Regions from separate parts of the Rattus norvegicus genome. Here region 1 is linked to region 2. A link is a contact called in public Hi-C data. All regions are on one chromosome and are shown on one strand. Each heading gives the region's core, a stretch centred on a gene start, on an enhancer-like site or on the middle of the called end of the contact. The rest is flanking DNA. Distances are from core to core; before and after follow the strand shown. Region 1 has its middle 480 kb from the start of Depdc1. Region 2 has its middle 470 kb from the start of Lrrc7.

Region 1 (4,313 bases), core at 1,713-4,212, 98 kb before region 2:
CAAAAAGACAAGAAACAAATAATTTAACAGCACCAAAATCAAAAGAAGAGAATCACACGTACGTGCACACTGGCATGCATGTACATGCACATGCAAACAGTACCATCACCAACATCAAAATAACATGAATTAATAACTATTTGTCATTTATATCTTTCAATATCAGTGGACCCAGTTTCACAATAAATAAACACAGGCTAACAGATTGCATATAAAACAAGATCCATCATTCTGTGCATAAAAGAAACACCATCTCAGTGACAAAGTACACTGACTCAAAAAAATAAACCGGACTACTCATTATAATATCTAGTAAAAATAAAAGGTCAAACAGAAAAAAAAAAAAAAAGGTCAAACAGAAGTAGTCAAAAGGGATGGGGAAGGATACTTCATACTCATTGAAAGAAAAATCCACCAAGATGATCTTTTGATTCTGAACATTTATGCCCCAAATTAAATGGTACCCACATTTATTAAAGGAACATTACTAAAGCTTAAATTGTACACTGAACTACACACATTAACAGTAGGAGACTTCAATATACATCTCTGACCAATGAACAAGTCATTGAAACATAATCTAACAGACATTATTTGTCTCCTAACAAGCATTTACAGAACATTTCACACAAACACAAATGCATATTACTTTTCATCACTAATCAGAATCTTCTCCAAAATGACCATATACTTGATAATAAAGAAAGCCTCAACAGATACCAGAAATTTGAAATAACTTCTTGCTTTTTTTATCAAACCATCATGAATTATAGTTCAACTTCAACAACAAAAACATGATAAAGGCTACAAATTTGTGGAAACAGAACAACTTTATTCAATGATCAATGACTTAGGGTAGAAATGAATAAAGAAATTAAAATTTTTGTAGAATTTATTGAAAATGAATGCACAATGTAATCAAACTAATGGGATACCATGAAACGAGTACTAAGAAGAAAGTTCATAGTACTAATTACCTTCATAAAGAAATTGGAGAAATGTCATGTTACCAAGTTAACAAAATCAAAAATTAAAATGGAGACATAAAAGGGACACTGATGAAATTTAAAAAATCATTAAGTCTTACTTCAAAAGTCTGTGATCCTAAAAATAAATCTAAACAAAATGGATAATTTTCAAGACAGACACCATTTACCAAAGTTAAATCAAGATCAGGTAAATGATCTTCATGGTCCTATAGTCCCTAAGAAAATAGAAGCAGTAATGAAAAGTATCTCAATAAAGAAAAATATTCCAGGACCAAATGGTTTTATGGCAGAAATCTACCAGACATTCAAAAAAGCACTAACATCAGTATACTTCAAATTATTCCACAAAATATAAACAGAAGGAACATTGACAGATATATTCTATGAGGCCTCAATCATCGTGATACCTAAACAACACAAAAACTCAATAAAGAGAAATTCAGACCAATTTTTTCTTTTGAATATTGATACAAAAATACTCAATAAAATACTACCAAGCCAAATCCAAGAACACATCAAAACATCAATCATCATGATAAGTAAACCTCATCTCCTGAATAGCTAAAATGGTACTGTTCATTAAAGAACTTCTTGAAGTATCACCAACCCAGATTTCAAAATGTTCTGAAGAGCAATAATAATAAAAACTGTATGGTATTAGTATAAAAACATATAGGTTGATCATTGGAATTGAGTCAAAGACCCAGAAATAAGCCCACACACTTATGGACACTTGATTTTTTTATCAGATATATTTCTTTGCTTACATTTCACACTTTAATTGATTAAAAGGATGCTGTGTAAGTCAGTTTTCTATTGTTGTAATAAATATTAGAGATAATCAACTTAAAAATTAATGGTCTATTGTAAGATCATGCCATTATGCAGGTACAAGATAGAATGAGGTCTGTCATTGGAAGAGAAGGAATAATAGATGGTAGAAAAGTTTTTCAGAGGAGGAGGAGACTGGAGCAAGGAAGGATGAGCAGCCGAGAGAACATGGAGGCAGATGTTATGATTCCTCTCTGCACATTTATAGGTTGTTATGGATATTCTTAAGGCATGGACATGTACAGGGCTTTGTACGTCTAGGTGAGCAATTATAGATTATCAATTGGATCAGAGGTTATTGTATTGTGTGTTCTATCATGTGGTGATTTAATTGAATTCAAGAGAGGTGGTGGTGGCTGGACACTGGGCCGCCATGGATGTGTATGTCTGGCATGATTGCAACCTGCCTTGGGAACTAGACAGGTAGAAAGATTGTTGCCAGGCTAAGAGAGTAGCCATAGACAGTGTGATATGGGATGGAGCAAAGCGAATGAGATGCTTTGCTGCCTGAGATGAATATATCTAACAGATGTCTTGGGAAGCTCTGGTGCCGGATCTAGTGCAGGATAAAAGAAAAAAATTATAATTGTACAGCAACAGTATATTTTTGGCTTGTGATCTTGGAGATTTCTTTCTACCATCAATTGGCCTCCATCTGGAACATGTTGAATAGGGTAAGAAAGTGAGAAGGGAAGAAACTTCATGGGTAATGACCTAAAATGTCCCACCAGATTCTATCTCTCCCATTTGCCAGCAGTACCCACCCCCGACAGAAACAAGGATCAAGCCTTGAAGGTGTAGGGTTTGGGGAAAGCCTTCCCAAATCAAAGAAACTTCACAGGTGATGGCAAGTTTGTTTCACAATGATTTTTTTCTTATGACTATACATTATTAGGATGAAATTTAAGTTGTCTGGACATTTGACTTTTTAATTGATGGTGAATCAAAGATATTAAGGATGGAATTAATTAATTAAGTTTCATGTGAATATGACATAAAATTTGAGGGGACATGACAAAGAGTTTGATTTGAATATCTGTGCTCCCTTCAAGTCCTAGTGTTCAACCATAATTCTAATGTTATGGTGTAAAGAGGTAGGACTGCTGGTAAAGGACTAGGTTATAGAAGCAGAGCACTCATGGGAGGATTTATACCATTGTCATACTGTTCTAAGGAAGTCAATTTGCTTTGTCCTTTATATACAGGCACAGGAGAAGTTCACCACCTGCTATCCACAAAAGAGTCCTTCCTAACATGACCGTGTTAAACTGCTCACCCTCCAAAATTGTGAAAAATATTCTTGCTGTTTGTAAGACTTGAATCTGTAGTGTTGTGATAACTGCTCAACACACAAAGACAGATGGCATCTGGCATTTCAGTTCTGCAGAGATAATGCAGTTGCTATGGTACATGTAGAGAATGTGAGAATAGGGAATGATCCAACTACATTATCTTTCAGAACTTCAAAATAACATGTATTGTAGCATCATCATTATCCCTTCATGTTGACACAGGACTTGATACTTAATGTAAATATCATTACCCATTTGTTATACTGTGACAGCATCAAGGTTGAAATCCAAATCTTCTGATCTCAAATCTTATAATGTGAAACTTATTCAAATTTGTTTCTGCTAACTTAAATATTAACAGCTGTATAATGCACTCTAAGGAAAATGTAGCTATATAGAAAAAGTTCTGGAATGAGACTGGGGAAATGGCAGGTTGTATGCACAAATACTATAAAAGTGAGCACCGTTGTCCAGAGGAACAGGTGATGCAACTTCAACAAAGTTATTTTAGTCTCACAAAGCCATATACTATCCTCATCAGTAAAATGGATAAAATTCTAATACACAGAAATTATTTTTTTAAAAATGGGCTTCTCTAATATATATGCAAGGACTCTGTGTAAGGCACAGAGAGTAAAATGTCACCACCAGGTCCAACATATCTTGAAGAGTCGGGCTCTGAAAGGTTTTTTTTGTTTGTTTGGTTGGTTGGTTGTTTTTTTAAATTAAGATTTCTTTTAAAACAAGATCATCTCCTTATATGAATTATATCTTATGTTTTCCATATAACTTAATGATTCCTGATAAATGTGATTTTTAACTACATGATTAAAAGTAGCTTTCTTTTGTTCTTTCATAGAAGCAGAGTCTTGTAGTGGAAAGGTAGATTTTTAATTCATAGAGGATTTGGTTCAAGTGCCTCCACTATCATTCTATAGCTTGTGAATTTACATAATTTATGAGAAGAGGTTTCTATCTATAAAAGAAAATTAGCAATATCTATGCTAGTAGTTGTAAAGATCAAACATTAAAAGGATCCAGTAGCATATGAAACACCTAGCAGTTATTGGAAATATAAATTTAAAATGGTTTTAGTGTGAATCAACAGAGACACAGGAGCTTAAATGAATAATGCCTTTGTCTCCTTGAGTTATTATAACCAACTACACAAGACCTGATAGCCTAGAATTAGATACTGTTC
Region 2 (4,108 bases), core at 876-3,375:
TCAAAGGACACTGTCATTAGAACAAATGACAGCCTACAGATTGAGAAAAGATCTTTACTACCCCTACATCTGAGAGAGGGCTAATATCCAAAATATATAAATAATTCAAAAAGCTAGACATCAAAGATTCAACTAACCCAATTAAAAGGAAGCCCTTGGTCCTGCTAAGGTTGAACCCCCAATGCAAGGTAATATGGGGGGGCAATAAGGGAGATGGATAGCAGTAATACCCATATGGGGGGGGAGGAATGTGGGCTTATGGACAGGAAACCGGGAAGGGGAATAACGTTTGAAATGTAAGTAAAGAAATATATCTAATAAAAAATATAAAAATAGAAAAAAAACCAATTAAAAAATGGGTACAGAGCTGAACAGAATTCTCAACAGAGGAACCTTCTGTCGTTGAGAAGCAACTACAAAAAAGTTCAGTGGCCTTAATCATCAGGGAAGTGCAAATCAAAACAACCCTGAGATTCTACTTTATCCCATCAGAATGAGTATGATAAAAAAACTCAAAGGACACCACATGATGGCAAGATTGTGAAAGAAGGGGAATGTTCCTCCACTGTTGGTGAATATGCTAACTTGTACAAACAGTCTAAAAATCATTTGGCAGTTTTTCAGAAGATTGGGAATAGTTCTACCTCAAGACCCAGCTATACCACTCTGGGGCATATACCCAAAATATAGTCCACCATACCACAAGGATATTTGTTCCACTATGGGCATGGCAGCTTTATTCATAATAGCCAGAAATTGGAATTAACCATGATGTTTCTCAATGGAAGAATGTGTAAGGAAAATGTGGTACATCTACACAATAGAATACTATAGAGTTATTAAAAACAAAGACATTGTGAATTTCACAAGCAAAAGATGGAACAAGAAAATATTATCCTGAGTGAGGTAACCCAGACCCAAAAGGAGATGCATGATACCTATGCACTTGTAAGTGGATATTAGTTGTAAAGTACAGGATAGTCATACTATAATCATCAGACCTAAAGAAGCCAAGTAACAAGGAGCAACCAAAAAAGGATGATTGAATCTTTCTCAGAAGGGGAAACTAAATAGATTTAGGCCCATGGAAGGATAAAGGGAACTTCTGTGTATGAGTGAACCCTGTGTAGAACAGGGAATGGGAAGGGTGTCAGGGGTAGGGAGAAGATCATATGTAGGGAGAGCAAGAGAGAGAGAAAGGAGTGGTTGTAGTAGAAGTGGGCAATCTTTAGGACATGCAGAGACCTGGGATTGACAGAGGACCCAGAGGATCTATGGGGCAACTCTAGCTAAGGCTCTTATCAATGGGGGATATGGATCCTGATGTGGCCACTCACTGTAGCCAACTAGTGTAGGGATAAGGACAGCAACCCACACACAACACTTTAACCCAAAATGTGTCCTGCCTACAAGATATACAGTGACAATGATAGAGCAGAGACTGAAGGAATGGCCAACCAATGACTGGCCTAAATATAGACATATCCGATGGGCAAGAATGAATCCTCAACACTATTAATGATATTTTGTTATGCTCCCAGACAGGAACCTAGAACCATTGTCTTCTGAGAGGATCTACCCAGCAGCCAATGGAAAGAGCTGCAGAGACTCTCACCAAAACATTAGATGGACCTCTGGGAGTCTTAATGGAAGAGGTGAAAGAAGTATTGAGGGACCCAAAGAGGACAGGAACTCCACAGGAAGACTGACAGCGTCATCTAACATGGAGCGTTGGGGGCTCCCAGAGACTGAATCATCAATTAAAGATCAAGCACAGGCTGGACCTAGGCCCCCTGCACATATGTAGCAGATGAGCACTTGGTCTTCATACAGGGCCTCTAACAACTGTAGCAGGGGCTGTCCCAGAGCTTGTTGCCTGTCTGCCTGTCTGTGGATCCTATGTCCCTAAATGGACTGCCTCGTCTGGCCTCCATGGGAGAGAATTTAGTCGGGGTTGGGTGATATCCAGAATGGCTTCCTTCAAAAGAGAAGGGGAAGGTGGAATGGGAGGAGAACTTACCAGAGGGAATACTAGGAGTAGAGAAAGGACTGGCTGACATTGGATCTCAGTCACTCCTCTCCACCCAGCCCCCTTTCCCCAACACACAGTCCCTTACCCCACCTCCTCTTCCCTTCTCCTCTGAGAAGGAGGAGGACCTCCTGAGTACCAACCAACCACATCAAATCACTGCAGGACATCTTTGTGCCTGACAAAGCAGCCCAGTTGGGGAACTGGATCCACTGGCAGACAAGAGTTCTGTTAGTTCTTAAAACATCAGCTGTTAACACTAGAGGGCCACTTAACCCAGAAGCCCAGTCCTTGGCAGGGAGTTGAGGAGGATGGTATGGAGCAAAGAGAAGAGAAGAGGTAGGGGAGAAAAAGGGAAATCTCTGAAAGTGTAGCAGTGCCTCTGGAAGGCAAAGCCTAGACATGTGGTGGGAGTAGACGAAATGTGGAATTACAAAAAGAATCCCTCCCACGGATGTCTAAAAATGATGCTCCTAGCAGCTTTGGGTATCACAGTTGTGCAGGCAGAAAAGCATTTGATTAGCTCCCTGGCATTATCTCTGGGGTGTGGGTGTATTGGAAATCTACATGCACAGTATTCCTTTCAGATAATTGAGAGGGCATTGTTCTCTACATGCTACAACACAAAGCCAAAATCAGAAGCTTAAAACCAATGTCCCTCTCAAGGGTAAGAACACGGTGCTATGGCAATTTTATGCTTGGCATTTAAGTACAAGATCATGAGATTTAAGGTTAAAACAAAATTTCTGAATGTACCAGAATGAAAAGCACCCATACCCCACCCCTATCTTTCATTTGCTGTACAGTGTTTTTTGGAGAATTGCAGTTAGATCTTTTCCAACTGCACTTTCCAATATGAAGGTAGATAGTTCATTAGACTTAGCTCATTTGGGTTTCTCATAAGTTATAGCATTCTGTGAGGTCTGTTAGGTTTCATGGCAGGGTCCTCAGAAAGAAGAAACATTTTCTAAATGATTTCCATTGTCAAATAAAGGAGCTTTTGCTCAAAATTTGAGGAGACACTCAGGTCACAGGAAAACTGTTCTGTTAGCTGGTGCTCCATCAACTCTGTGATTTTTGACTTATCAATGCTTCCATTTCTCTATCTAATTCATCATCAATAACAACAATTACTTGCCAATCACATGTATATTCCACAGATTTGTTTATTATTTGCATTTCAATTGACTATTAGTGACTGTTAAATGTTGGTTTGGGGGCTGGAGAGATGGCTCAGCGATTAAGAGCATTGATTGCTCTTTCAGAGTTCCTGAGTTCAATTCCCAGCAACTACATGGTGGCTCACAACCATCTGTAATGGAATCCTATGCCCTCTTCTAGTTTGTGTCTAAAGACAGTTACAATGTACTCATATAAATACAAATAAATAATTAAAAAAGTTGGTTTGGAAACAGGGAATATGAGGTCATATATCAGTTATTAGTAATTTAAGAATTGCCAAATTTTGATGTAAAAGACAAGATAATAAATATCTCAGATTTTACAAGCTATATAAGTCTCTATTGAAGCTGCTTGATTCTTCAGTATTAGTCCAGACATAGCCAAGATAATACATAAACAAATGTCTATGGCTGTATCCATCCTGCCAAACTTTCTCTACAAAATGGAGTTACAGGATTTGACGATGTTTTGCTAACCCTTGAAATGAGCAGTGTCTTCAGGAAGAAGAGAGAATTAGACCCAACATACAAATATCAACACACTGCTTCTAAATCAGTTCATGGTCTTAGTTCCATTCTGACAAACATATGTGAAAAAGCACAGCAAAAGATACTTATAGGAGGATAGTAGGGCCTTTTGGTTAAGAGTTTGTACTTTGACAACAAGCTTTGGAATCAGAATCTAATTTTGCATCTTCTGAGCTGCATAAAGCCAAGCAGATCATTGCCTTCATAGTGCCTCATTCATCTGATCTGCAAAAGAATGACAGTATCAGTTGCCCCTAGTGTGAAGAAGCCTTCGATAGATACAGGAAAATGTGTGATCATCATCATCATCATCGTTATCATCATCATCATCATCACCTCCATCACCTTTCCTCTCTATAGGCTCAGCTTG

Evidence for each region. Hi-C and Micro-C count contacts between places; a contact is called where the count stands out from the background.
Region 1: a Hi-C map of frontal cortex shows a contact between it and region 2, with 2.3 times the contacts expected there. The contact joins two enhancer-like sites.

The regions. Positions count from the first base shown.
Region 1 is chr2:250,864,835-250,869,147 of GRCr8, reverse strand. No RefSeq gene overlaps it. Among named protein-coding and RNA genes, the nearest start is that of Depdc1, 480 kb to the left of the region's middle. Within about 2 kb of position 2,962, at least 3 of the 93 cell types and tissues checked have an H3K27ac peak or open chromatin away from gene starts, as enhancers often do.
Region 2 is chr2:250,766,263-250,770,370 of GRCr8, reverse strand. No RefSeq gene overlaps it. Among named protein-coding and RNA genes, the nearest start is that of Lrrc7, 470 kb to the right of the region's middle. Within about 2 kb of position 2,125, at least 19 of the 93 cell types and tissues checked have an H3K27ac peak or open chromatin away from gene starts, as enhancers often do.